2 separate regions of the Ovis aries genome follow, and region 1 is linked to region 2. Evidence: chromatin contacts called from public Hi-C data. All regions are on one chromosome and are shown on one strand. Each heading gives the region's core, a stretch centred on a gene start, on an enhancer-like site or on the middle of the called end of the contact. The rest is flanking DNA. Distances are from core to core; before and after follow the strand shown. Region 1 overlaps BLK (BLK proto-oncogene, Src family tyrosine kinase). Region 2 has its middle 35 kb from the start of FAM167A.

Region 1 (6,203 bases), core at 2,263-4,762, 100 kb after region 2:
CTCGGGGGACTCACAGGATGGGGGCCTTACAGGAGAGCCTGGGCACAGTATCCTCATCACTCACAAGCACACGGCACCCGCCACGGCCTCAGGCATTAGAGCCCCGAGCAACCAGGGCCAGAGCCCGGCTCTGCCCAGGACTGGGGAGGACGCCAAACCGACTACGACACGGCCCCTCCCCTGAAGGAGCTCAGAGTCTGTCACATTCCTTAGCTGGAACAGGCTAGCAGCCTCGCCCGGTGTGCCCGTCCGGTGATGCTCACCCTCGGGAGGGCTCCTTGCCCAGCACACCCAGTCCTGGGCCTTTCCTTGGACCAGGGTGAGGCTAGGGCAGGTCCACCTCAACCAGCCACGCTCAAGGAGCACTGGAGACCGACCGCAGGGAGGGTGGGCTGTAGGGGAAGGTGTCGGGTGCATTTACCCAGAGCAAAATTAATGAAGGGCACCAAACTCCATTCTCATTTCTTGTCAAGGAAACACCATGTCCATTGCTGACAGGAGGGAAAGGGACTGAGGGGATTTCATGTATCAAGATACGGGGGTTTCAGCTCAGGGTCAGGTTCGCAACAGGAACACACTGTATCTCAAGGGGGAAGGGGCTTGGGTGACAAGATCCCCAGGAACATGGCCACACTCAGCTCTGCCTGCCTTTGTGCTTTTCCTTTCCAGGTGGTTCTTTAGATCCATTTGCCGGAGAGATGCCGAGAGGCAGCTTCTGGCTCCAGTCAATAAGGCTGGCGCCTTTCTTATTAGAGAGAGTGAAACCAGCAAAGGTAACCCTGGGGCCCTGCTGCCCTCGCCATGCAGCCGGGGACCCCCACCTATGGCCTTCCTTTTGGGAGTTGGGTGGGGGGCAGGAGAGGTGCCAGCCAGGAGAATCTGATAGCTTCCACCTGGGAGTCCCCGCCACATCAGGCCAGCCAGGACAGCCCATGAGTATCCAGTATTTGACCTTGAGGCTGTGCACACGGACAGCTCTCCCAAGACCCGGCTAGAAATGCAGGCAACACAGGTGGGGGATCGGGGAGGGAGTCAGAGAGCTGCTCCAGCCACTGAGGGCCGGTCTCACACCGCCTGGGCCAGGGGGAGCGCTGAGGCTGGGGGGGGTGCGGAAAGGCGGGTGACCCATCCGGAATCAAAGGATTTGAAAGAATCTTTAGAGATCATCTCAGTCAGAGGCTGTGACTCAGACACTTGCAAGAGCCTGGGAGGCATCGGAAGTTTGGGGCACAGCCTGTGATACAAAAGAAGCGGGTAGTGATCATGAGAACTGGGGGGACTCCCAGATTTAAACCCAATGACCAAGGGGAGTGTTTCTGCCCCCACTCTCGGTCACCGGGCTTTCTCTTTCTGTCGTTAGTTTTCTGTCTTTCCTTCTTAAAGTGCTTTTGGCTATCAAGTATAAAACACATCTAAAAATTGCATAAATTATGAACAAGAGCAGAATTATAAATAATAAGTATAATAATTATAAATATAAATATAGTATTAAAGTATTATAGTATTATAAATATAAATGAGTATAATAATTATAAATAATAAGTAAACATCTGTGTAACCACAAGAGCAAGAATATTCCAGATGCCCAGAGCCCCTCTCACTGCCCCACTGGTTCCCCTTCCTGATTCACCTTCCCACCCGCAGAGAAGCCACCGCTATCCTGACTTTGATGGAAGCCCTTCCTTGCCTTTCGTTATAGTTTTACCACCCGTGTTTCATCTGTTTTTCACCTTTATTATACAAATGAGATCAAGCCATTTTAGTTTTTGTGTCTTATTCCTTTCACTCAACATTGTAAAATTCTGTATTTGTTTGCTAGGCCTTCTGTAGTAAAGTACTGGGAACTGAGAGGCTTAAACAGCAGACCTGTGCTTTCCCACAGGTCCAGAGGCCAGGAATCTAAGGTCGAGCTGTCAGCAGGGTTGGTTCCCCCTGAGGCCTCTCTCCCTGGCTTGTAGGTGGCCGTCTTCTCCCTGTATCCTCATGTGGTCATCCCTCGGCATATGTCTGCGTCCTCATCCCCTCTCATAAGCACGCCAGTTGCGTGGATCAGGACCCACCTCAATAATGTAACCTCCTCTTTAAAGGCCCTATTTCCAAAGATAGTCACATCACTGAGGTATAGGACTTGAACATAGGAATTAACAGGGATGGGGGACACAATTCCGTCCATCACAGATGCATTTGTGTAGTTGAGGCAACAGCAATAATCTGCTCACTTTGACAGCTAAACAGAATCCAGGATATGAATATTCCACAAGCTCTTTCTCCACACTGGTGGAATTGGGGTTGTTTCCAGTTTGGGGCTGTTATAAAGGTGCTGCTGTGAACCTTGAGGGATATGCTTCCTAGTGGGTTTGCCTCTAGCCTTCCATCTTTGAGATACTGGGCCAATATCCCCATTTGAAAGATGGGGAAACTGAGGGAAGAAGTGACTCACTCTAGACCAACAGTGAACAAGCATCAGAGCCCAATCATCTGAGAGGCTCTGAAAATTTTCACGAGCTCTAAACTGTGCCAAACAGACCTAACACTGGGCAGATGGAGGAGAACTTCCCAAACAGGGTGAAGAGGACTAGATGTTTTGTTTGCTGTAGAATATTTCAAACACACACACAAGTAAAGCAAATAGTAAATGGAACCCCTGTACTCAACACTCGGCTTCAACAATAATCAACCCAGCTAATCTGATTTCACGTACATCCCCAGCCCCATTACTTTGAAGCAAATGCCAGACATCACGTCATTTCACCAGGAAATGATGTTTCAATGGCTGCCTGTTGCTAAGGGGCCCTCTGGAGGGAAAGCCACCCCAACCTCAGTGTGAAGGAGGAAAGGATCGCTAAAGGTGGGGTGTCTCCTCCTGTCCTTGCCCCCCACCCCACAGCTAGTCCAGGCTGGGGTTGGCCAGTTGGAGCAGGGGCTAGAAGACCCTTCGCAAGACCCCTCGCAAGACCCCTCTATACACATGCGCACACGCTCCGCGGAAATCCAAAGCCTCTTCAGGTGGGAAGAAGGAACACTGCTCCCGGAAGGCGGGCAGTGAGTTCTAACCTAAGAGGTCTCCAGAACATCCCTTAGCTTCTCGAGACTAACTTTATTGGTATGTATGTTGGAACTGACTAGTTTCCCACTTCAAGGACAGGTGGCCTTTACGAAAATCTGTCTCTGGGAGCCCAGCCCCGGGTCCCAGCGCATTCCAGCCGCAGGGTGGAGGCAGGACAGGGGATCCAGATCTTGTGAACAGGATGGACTGAGGCCCGCTTTAAGAAGAAGGAATGCCAAATTGTAAAAAAGACATTAGGGACGGGCCCTGAGAGGAGCCCACACAGCAGAGAGGCTGCCGCGGCACTGGAGGAAGAGACTCGGGCCTCCTTGGCTGATCTGGAGGCATCACAAGCCGGGAACAGCAGCCGGGAATGGAGAAGATCGCTCTTTTCCTCGCCAGGGTGGTGCGTGGATGAACGTACTCACTAGCGCCTCCCTCTGGTTCCTGCGATACCCGAGCTTGCTGCACTCACCAGGGGTGAAGTCGGGAAGACGCTTTGCAGCCTGCAGGTTGGGCTGGGGTAGGATACGAGGGGCGGGCTGTGTCAGCGGCAGGGCACGCCACAGGACGCGCGGTCTCTCCACATCCTTTTGCAGGTGGGCGATGAGAGAGGCGCAATGGCCAAGGAAGGGGAGAAGGGATTTGAGATGGGGTGATAGTCTGATACGGGAGGAAAGACGCCTGAAGACAAACAGCGCAGGGCAAAAATCAAGCGCCCACGCCCAGGACAAGACGTGCCCAAGCCTGACACCTGGTGGCGGAGGCTAGTACTGCCGGCGCGCCTTTAGTACGGTCACGGGAGCCCCCAGGCTAACCACTGATCAGCCAAGGGCCCTGGGGCAAGCGAATCCCCGTTCTGGGCCTCAGGTTTCTCGTTTAGCAAATCAAAGTGGAAGTATGTGGCACCCAGAGAACTGAACAGAGGCGCCTTATAAAGATATCAAGTTCATGGAAAATTTCTCAGCTGGAAACTCTTGCCTCCTAAATTGCTCTTAACCCTTGGCATCTGCAACCGCCGACTGAAGAAAACAGGATACGTAGACGTGCGTATGGATTTGAACAGAAGCCCTGGGTTGTGTCTTATTATGCTCTTCCCCATGGACAGGAGTGCTTCGGGTTGTAATTTGCTATTGCATGTGGGGCAGAGTCGATCTTTCCACGGAATGAAGGAAGGAATGAGTCAATCTCCTAGTCCCTCCAAAAACTCTGTATCTAAATATTCCGGGGCAAAGGGTCCTCAGGTGCCCAAGAAGGGGAACAGCCTGATGGCTAAGAGAGCATTCTGCATGCTCCAGAGTTCCGGAGCAGTTTCAGGAGATTTGAGGAGGAATGCCAAGGACAGAGTTAGGATGAGCTGACAGGAAAGGCTTCCAGGAGGGTGGAGGGTGAGATGAAGAAAAAGGTAACTGATGATGGTCAAAATGGAAAGCAGAACTGGGGGAACTTGCCTGCAATGTGGGAGACTTGGGTTTGATCTCTGGGTCAGGAAGATCCCCCGGAGAAGGGAACGGCTACCTACTCCAGTATTCTTGCCTGAAAAATTTCCTGGACAGAGGAGCCTGGAGGGCTACAATCCATGGGGGTCTCAAAAGAGTTGGCACAACTGAGCAACTAACAGCACTTTTCCAAGGCCTTGAAATGAAGCCCCAAATCCCAATCCTGGTTTTCCCTTTGTGTCTTCTCACGCGTATGTCTTTGTTAACCCTCTAGGTGCCTTTTCGCTGTCTGTGAAGGATGTGACCACGCACGGGGAGGTGATCAAACACTATAAGATCCGCTCCCTGGATGAAGGCGGCTATTACATCTCCCCCCGGAACGCCTTCCCCACGCTGCAGGCTCTGGTGCAGCACTATTCCAGTAAGAGGGGGGGCATCTGACAGAGGCCTGGGCTGTGCCAGAGGAGCCCTCGTGTCTCCCCATCACTGAGTTCTCAAGATCGCATGAACCATTGCTGCTGTTTGGGCAGAGGGGTGGAGGATTATCCCAAGGCTGGACCTAAGGTGTTGATAACTGTCAACATAATGATTCCCTGTCTGTGTCCCTGACCCTCTATGTTGGCTGTGACCACATGGAGAATAGCAAGTATTTTCAGTCTTAGAGACAGCAGGACAATGACAGCGTGCTTATTTTACATAAAACAAATGCAGAGAGCTGAGTGTGTGTGTGTGTGTGTGTGTGTGTGTGCACTTGTGCACATTGAACTTGGGGTGGATGGGGGGCTGTCGAGAAGGAGCGGGGACACAGCCGGGAATGATACAGCTCTCGTGTTCTGTATGGTATCCACAGATCTGTCTATGCTTGTGACCTCCAGCTCATCTCTTCTTTCCTAATGCAGAGAAAGGGGACGGGTTGTGCCAAAGGCTCACCCACCCCTGTGTGAGCCTGGCCCCCCAGAACCCCTGGGCCCAGGATGAATGGGAAATCCCCCGGCAGTCTCTCAAGCTGGTCAGGAAGCTTGGGTCCGGGCAGTTTGGTGAAGTCTGGATGGGTGAGTATGTGGTACTCGGGAGTCGCTCACCCACTGCCCTACATCCTAGAACGCAGGAGGCTCGGGACCTGCACAGGGCATCATACTTCCCATAGAGGCTTGCGAAGGGGAAGGGACTGGGGCCTATACCCATTTTACAGACGAGGTAATGGAAGTACAGAACGCTGAAGTCACCTGCCCTCAGCTGTTCTGATATGGTGATGAAGCAGGAGCAGAATCCAGCTCTCCCCCTGCCCCCACCCCAGCCCGTGCCCGCCTTCCTTCTTCACTGCCCAGAGCTGCCTTTGCCATTGACTCCTGTGTGACCTGGAAGAGGAGCCTGGCTAGCTCCTCTTGGCTTGTCTCACTGGGTGGAAACACTATGTTAACCAGGGTGAGAGGTGAACTAGGGGCTCCAGGACCCTGATAACAAAGTCACCACCTGCAGCTCTGAGACTAGCCCGTCCCTTAACTTCCTGGCCCCTGTGGCCTCCCCTTCAATTACAGTGAATGGCCGATCCTCTGCTTAACAATGTGCAATCGGAATATAAAAGATGCTTTATTTTATCCCTGGAAAGGTCCGTGTCTCTGGGGCATGATTTCAAGGTGGGACCCTGCTGCCTCCCTGATTCCTCCGGCATCCAGGACTGATGCCTGGGGCACCCCTGGCAGGAGCTCCCCCTGGCT
Region 2 (6,079 bases), core at 2,805-5,304:
GGCTGTCAGGCTGGAGGCTGACAGCCCTATTAAAAACGGTGCTGTGTGTTCTGGATCCTGCAAGCCAGCTCTGATTTAAATTGCTCTTTCCTACTCTGAGCATCAGCGCCCTTTGGAAAATGCCATTATACTTCTTGGAAAACAAGACAGTCCAGACATGGTGCCCTAGCTTGTGCCCATCCGGTGAGTCACTAGGAGCTGATGGGATTTCGGTAGGAAGCAACAGGTGGTGTGAGGACCACACACAGGAGAAAACAGTCCTGAGCTGAACAGGGTTTAACACTGGCTTTTAAGTTCCTGGAAGGCCAGGACTGTGTCTTAATCCTTTCTGAATGCCGCGTTCCTAACAATGCCTCCCTACCACAGAGTATTTGTTGAAATACTCATAAATAAAGCATTGTTAAACACAACAGTCGGTGTTACAGTCATTCTATCCTCGAAAAACACGTGTGGACTGCTCTGAGCAAGAACATGAATGTCACAGCCTAGTTCTGCTTCTTGGATCTGTTACTGTTATTGATATGCTATTACTCACTGTGATTTCAATTAATTAACATAGTAACTGAGTTACATTTTCTGGGGCACAAGAGGCGACTGAACTCAGAAAACAAAGTTCCTTGGCACTTGAACTTGAATCCCAGGTCTATCATCTTCTACGTGGTCCTAAAAAAAATAAATCACTGATTTCTGAGCCTCAGTCTCCTTTTCTGTAGTGATGAAGGCAACAATAATAACTAAGCCAAGAGTGAATGGGAGTACTGTGAAGACGTCTGGTCACAGACCACACAGTCCCGTGTGGATACGAAAGGCTCTCTGCAAAGATTGTAACCGTGTGTAGGCACGGCCGGCACTCGATTCAGAGAAATAACCAGCTGAACCTCCTGGGGGCAACATATGAGTTTGCTCCACATCATCAACAGTTGGTGTTACTAGTCTTTTTTAGTGTTTCTCACGGGCGTGAAGCGGTACGCATGCGTGCTACGTCGTTTCAGTCGTGTCCGACTCTTTGCGACCCCATGGGCTGTAGCCTGCCAGGCTCCTCCGTCCACGGGGATTCTCCAGGCAGGAATACTGGAGTGGGTTGCCATGCCCTCCTCCAGGGGATCTTCCCAAGCCCGGGACTGAGCCCGCATCTCTTAGGTCTCTTGCATCGGCAGGCAAGTTCTTTACCACTAGCGCCCCCTGGGAAGCCTGGGAGGTGGTGCACCGTTGTGGGTTTAGTTTTCATTTCCCTGATGACAGGCGGTGTTGAGCATCTTTTCACGTGCTTGCTGGCCACTTGTTTTCCTGTGAAGGGTGTGTTTGAATTTTTTTGCACATCAAAAAATTAAGTTGTCTTTTTATTACTGAGTTCTAAGAAGCTTTTTTAAAATTTTCTGGCTACGAGTTCTTTGTCAGACATATATATTGAGAATACTTTCTCCCAGTTTGTGGTTCATTTTTCCATAAGCAATCTCTTCTCAAAGATCAGAAGTTTTACATTTTGATAAAGTCCAATTTGTTAAAATTTTTTGGTTTGGTTTTTTTTTTTTTTTTGGCGTTTTTATATTAAAAGATCTTTGCTTATCCCAAGGTCATACAGATTTCTAAAATTGACACAAAACATGAATCTCTGTTGAGATGGCATGGATAAAACCAGGGAGCCATATAAACCTTCAGCTTCCAGTCACCTTGCTTTCCTAGAATTGGCATATTGCCTGGCACAAATACTAAAAAGTATTGGTAGAATTTAATTTAATTGTGACAGTGTATTCCAACTAGAGATTTCCATTTTTGAGTGATGGAAATAGCATTTGAACTTTGAATTTTCCACCAAATATGTACAGTGATGACGATCATAAATGGAAATATCAAGGTGTAAATTCTTGATGCTACAGTCTTTGGACAACAAACCACGTATTAGTAGATTCCTCTGTCTCTCCAGCAGGGGGCATTTTAGGATTTCCTTAACTCAATAAGTGTTAGTCGCTCAGTCCTGTTTGATTCTTTGCGATTCCATGGACTGTAGCCCACCAGGCTCCTCTGTCCATGGGATTGTCCAGGCAAGAATACTGGAGTGGGTTGCCATTCCCTTCTCCAGGGGATCTTTCCAACCCAGGGATCAAACCTGGGTCTCCCACATTGCAGGTGGATTCTTCACCATCTGAACCACCAAACTCCATATTAAAAATCTGAAAAAAAAAAATTATTTACAGTACCAGGGGAAGAACTTCCCAGATTTGTTTTCTCAGACCTCCTTCTCTGTGTGAGTCCAGAGGCAAGGTTCTTCGGGGAAGAGAGGGTGCTGGGAAGAGCCAAGATGAGTTAGGAGGCCTTGGTCCATTCCCAGTTCTGCATCACCCAGACGGTGGCAGGGGTCAGCCACTCCGGCTCTTGGACCTGCTTCTTTGTTCGCAGGACAGGAGAAGAAAAAACTCGTGCTCGGATTGCTAATGCCACCTGACTCTGACAGCATATGGTGTGCCCCACCTGCAGCTTGGGGTTGATATAAAGCCATGCTCTTCTGACGGTATATGACTGACTTCTAGCCCCATTCCACCAGGGCAAGTCTCTCTCCTGTCCCTTCTTCCCTAAGACTCATCACTCCCCAAGGCTGCTTCTTGCTCCCTGCTTTGTCCCTTGAAGCCGTGCGGTCACTTCCTCCTGGGTCCCAGCCCCTGGGGTGCATGCCTCACTGCACATCTGTGTTCCTATGAAGGAGCCAGGCATTCAGCCTTAGAGGTCCTTTTGAAGCTGTAGAGGCGTCAAGGTCATTTTCTTCAGGAGGTTTCTTGTGTGGGTGCAGTTTGCCCACCCCTCCCAGGCAGCCAACAGCACAGAGACTCCTGGCTCTCCTCCCCCAGGGGGATGGTCAGTGAGTCCCTCAGATACACTTTTCTGAAAGGGACCACTCAGGAAGACTCTGTGTCTCCTCTGCTAGAAACAGAAGCGGCTGAAAACATTTAACAGAAACCTGCTTTCAGAGCATCCCTTTTCACTTCCTGGGCACCATGTCACGTCTTTAGGATGGTACATTCAGTCTTTCCTTAGAGAGAGGTGTAGACAGCTGAGCTGAGGCTACAATGGTTGGGAGTGGGGGATATAGGGAACAACATTTTGTGTGTGGACAGTGTCGAAATTAAGATGTAGAACACCCAGTTGGTATCTGAAGAATTGATAGGGGTGGGAAACTCACACATCTTCTGTTGGTGGGGGGGGGGGTGGTTTGTGTGAGTAAAAACCCAGTGGTGTCAGCAGGCAGAGAGGCAGACAGAAGACCTCTTGAGAATCACCCACTCCAGTATTGCCGGAGCCCAAAAGTTTGCCTGCTGGAATGCAGAGCAGCTCTGGGAATCACGTCTTAAAACAGCCTGACTCTTCCAAAGGTTCTGTAAGCCCGGACGCCCTGGGTCAAGTCCTCCCCAGCTTGGGATGCTGGGACAATTCCACTTCCCACCCACCCTGACTGGTGCAACAGGATAGGAGAGGAAGAGCCCTTGTTCTGCCTCAGTCTTATTCCACCAGATGGGGCACCCTGACCAGGTGAGGCTCGAGGGCAGTGGGTGGGTGCCTGGGTCCCCCTCGGGAGGGAGTTTCCTTGAGGGAGGCAGAGTCCCTTGGGTCCTTTTTCAGGCTTCAGTTGTCCCCATGTTGGGAGGAAGGGGCTGGAAGAAGCATGACTGAGGGGCTCCCTGTCTGATAAGATGGTCTAGGAAATAAACACACTCCAGTCCTGCAGAGCTGGACCATGCCTTGCCGGATCACTTCCCAGGGAATTTCCATCCACTATAGGCGCCTGTCCCTGCCGGTTGGGAAACATCCCCAAAGGACTTATCTCTTTGCCATGAGTGTGGGTGACTACTGTCCAGAGCACTCCAGTGTTTGAGGTTTCTCTTCCTGAATCAACTTCCCTCGGAGACCGCCTAGCTGTCTCAACCAGTGTTTGCTTTGAGCCTGTGAACGGGGTATTTAAAAATAGCCTCGTCTGAAACCTTCCATGTGTCTGAGTGGTTCCAATCAGATTCCCATCAGATAGGTCCCTGGTTGTACTTGGCCTGTGTGTCCTGCTGGGGCCGCCACTGTGCGCTCCCCCAGCCCCTCTTCCCCAGCCATCACAGTCTCAGACTCGGGACTTTGACAGGGAGTTACAGTGAGCGATGCTCTGCTATTGCAGAGAAGCCAAGGGGAACGCTGTCGACTGAGCACAAAGGCCCCTTTCTAAATAAGCCGGGTGAGGTCTGCACGGGGCTCTCGGTCTTGACCAACATCGCCTATGCATGTAGCACGCACTTAGCCAGAGCCACCAGGCAGCTAACATAGCGTCAGGCTGGGCCTCTGGAAGACGAACCTGCACTGTCCCCACACTCTGATCACTACCTGTCCAGGCTTTCTCCACCAGCCCTGTCACGCAGAGTCCCAGATGGCGCCTGGACCTCCAGCTGTGGTCCCAGCACTCCACTGCTGCATCTCCGTGTTCCCTCTTCCCTCCTTACTCAGTTGGGACTCCTTGATTCAACACTGGTTGCTCTTTTGCAAAACACTTTAACTTGTGCTTCCCCATCCTCCCGTGTACCTGCCTGGCACACCCCCTCGCCACTGTGCCTGCTCTTTGTGTACGCTGCAGCATCTAACCATTGCTGGAGGGAACACACACACACACACACACACACACACACACACACACACACACAACCTCATTCACAGGATCTGCATCACCCTGAAAGGCCACAAGTTTCAAATGGGGAGCCAACACTGCCGGATGGTTCCACTACTCTTCCTAGTAAATGAACAGGCCCACCTGATGAGATAATTATTTCAAAACTTTCTTCCCAGACTTTCAACATTCCACCAACTCCAACTCACTCTCCTGTTTTACAAGGACAATAGGAAGGATCCAATAGGCCTCTCCTCCTCTTCCGACCAGAGATTCCTTAAGCCACTCATCTTCAATCTTTCCTCTCACGACAGTGAAAGGAGGGTCTTTGCTTCCCTTCCAGCCCGGCTCCCCCACTTACACGCTGACATTCCCCTCCTCTCCTCCTTAAGAACTTCACTGTTACAATTACTTTCTTCTCTCTCTTGCACCATCCATTTCTTCTTTCCTAACAGATTGTCAGCACCTTTATTCTATTATATATTATGCCAGCACCTTTATTATACATTTTATTGTGATACAGTTACTGTACAATTAATACTCTATCATGCATTTATTTTGTTATTATGCATTTATTTTGTTATACACTGTTTCAAGGAAACCAAAAATTGTTTCCCTGACTTCATGACTTTGAAGTCATGACGCTCCTATTTCTCAGCTCCCTTTACAGCAAACCAACTTGAAACAATCCATTTCTTCACTTTCCATTTTGTCCTCAACCCACACAACTGGACTTCTGTGTTACCCCTGATCTGAAAGGGCTATTGTTGCTGTAATAAAGGACAAATGGGCTCTGTCTTGCTTGAAAACACTGTTTCTCTCTGTGTGTACCTTTTCTTTAATTTCTCCACAGCAGTCGATATTGACGACACTCTCCTTGACACATTTGCCTCTTTCATCTGTTTTCCCCTGTACTTTACCAGCTGGTCTTTCTAAGTCTCCTTGGACTGTTCCTTCTCTATCAGAACCCTAGATGCTGGAGTCCCTAGGGTGTTGTAATTTAGTCAACACTTTCTTCCTAAACGAGTTTATCTGGGTATGGTGCTTTTCAATATCACCCAAACACCCAAATCCAGGTTCCCCAATTTATGCATCCAACATTGGTCTTTTCCTGCAGTCCAAGTTCTTGCAGCCTGGCACCTACTCACTTCCTGCTTGGACGTTTGATAGACATTTAAATATAACAGAACTGAGATGGAACTGTTAATGTTGCCCGTCTCCTGACTTGTGCGCCCCTCAAATTTTCTCATCTCAGTAAACAGCAACCCCCATCCAGCTGCTGACCAGGGAGCCAGCCTTAGTCTCCAGCCACCGGTGGGCCCTGCTGGTTTCACCTCCGAAGTATCTAAAGGGTGTCCCGCAGCAGGTCCCAAAGTAAATCAAGCATGCCTTCCCTGTCTGCTTTGTTCCTTTGCAGGCTTAAGTGTCTGTGGACCACCTATGCTG

What was found. Hi-C and Micro-C count contacts between places; a contact is called where the count stands out from the background.
Region 1: a Hi-C map of hypothalamus shows a contact between it and region 2, with 5 times the contacts expected there. The contact joins two enhancer-like sites. A contact is called at or near these places in 11 of 16 Hi-C or Micro-C datasets (blood, hypothalamus, liver and 4 more).

The regions. Positions count from the first base shown.
Region 1 is chr2:105,340,144-105,346,346 of ARS-UI_Ramb_v3.0, forward strand. It overlaps BLK (BLK proto-oncogene, Src family tyrosine kinase), which reads left to right. Exons shown (of 12, transcript XM_042243550.2): 5 at 670-773; 6 at 4,760-4,906; 7 at 5,385-5,537. Among named protein-coding and RNA genes, the nearest start is that of BLK, 43 kb to the left of the region's middle. Within about 2 kb of position 3,513, at least 7 of the 54 cell types and tissues checked have an H3K27ac peak or open chromatin away from gene starts, as enhancers often do. A contact at or near this core is called in hypothalamus, where this site is marked.
Region 2 is chr2:105,239,352-105,245,430 of ARS-UI_Ramb_v3.0, forward strand. No RefSeq gene overlaps it. Among named protein-coding and RNA genes, the nearest start is that of FAM167A, 35 kb to the right of the region's middle. Within about 2 kb of position 4,055, at least 9 of the 54 cell types and tissues checked have an H3K27ac peak or open chromatin away from gene starts, as enhancers often do. A contact at or near this core is called in hypothalamus, where this site is marked.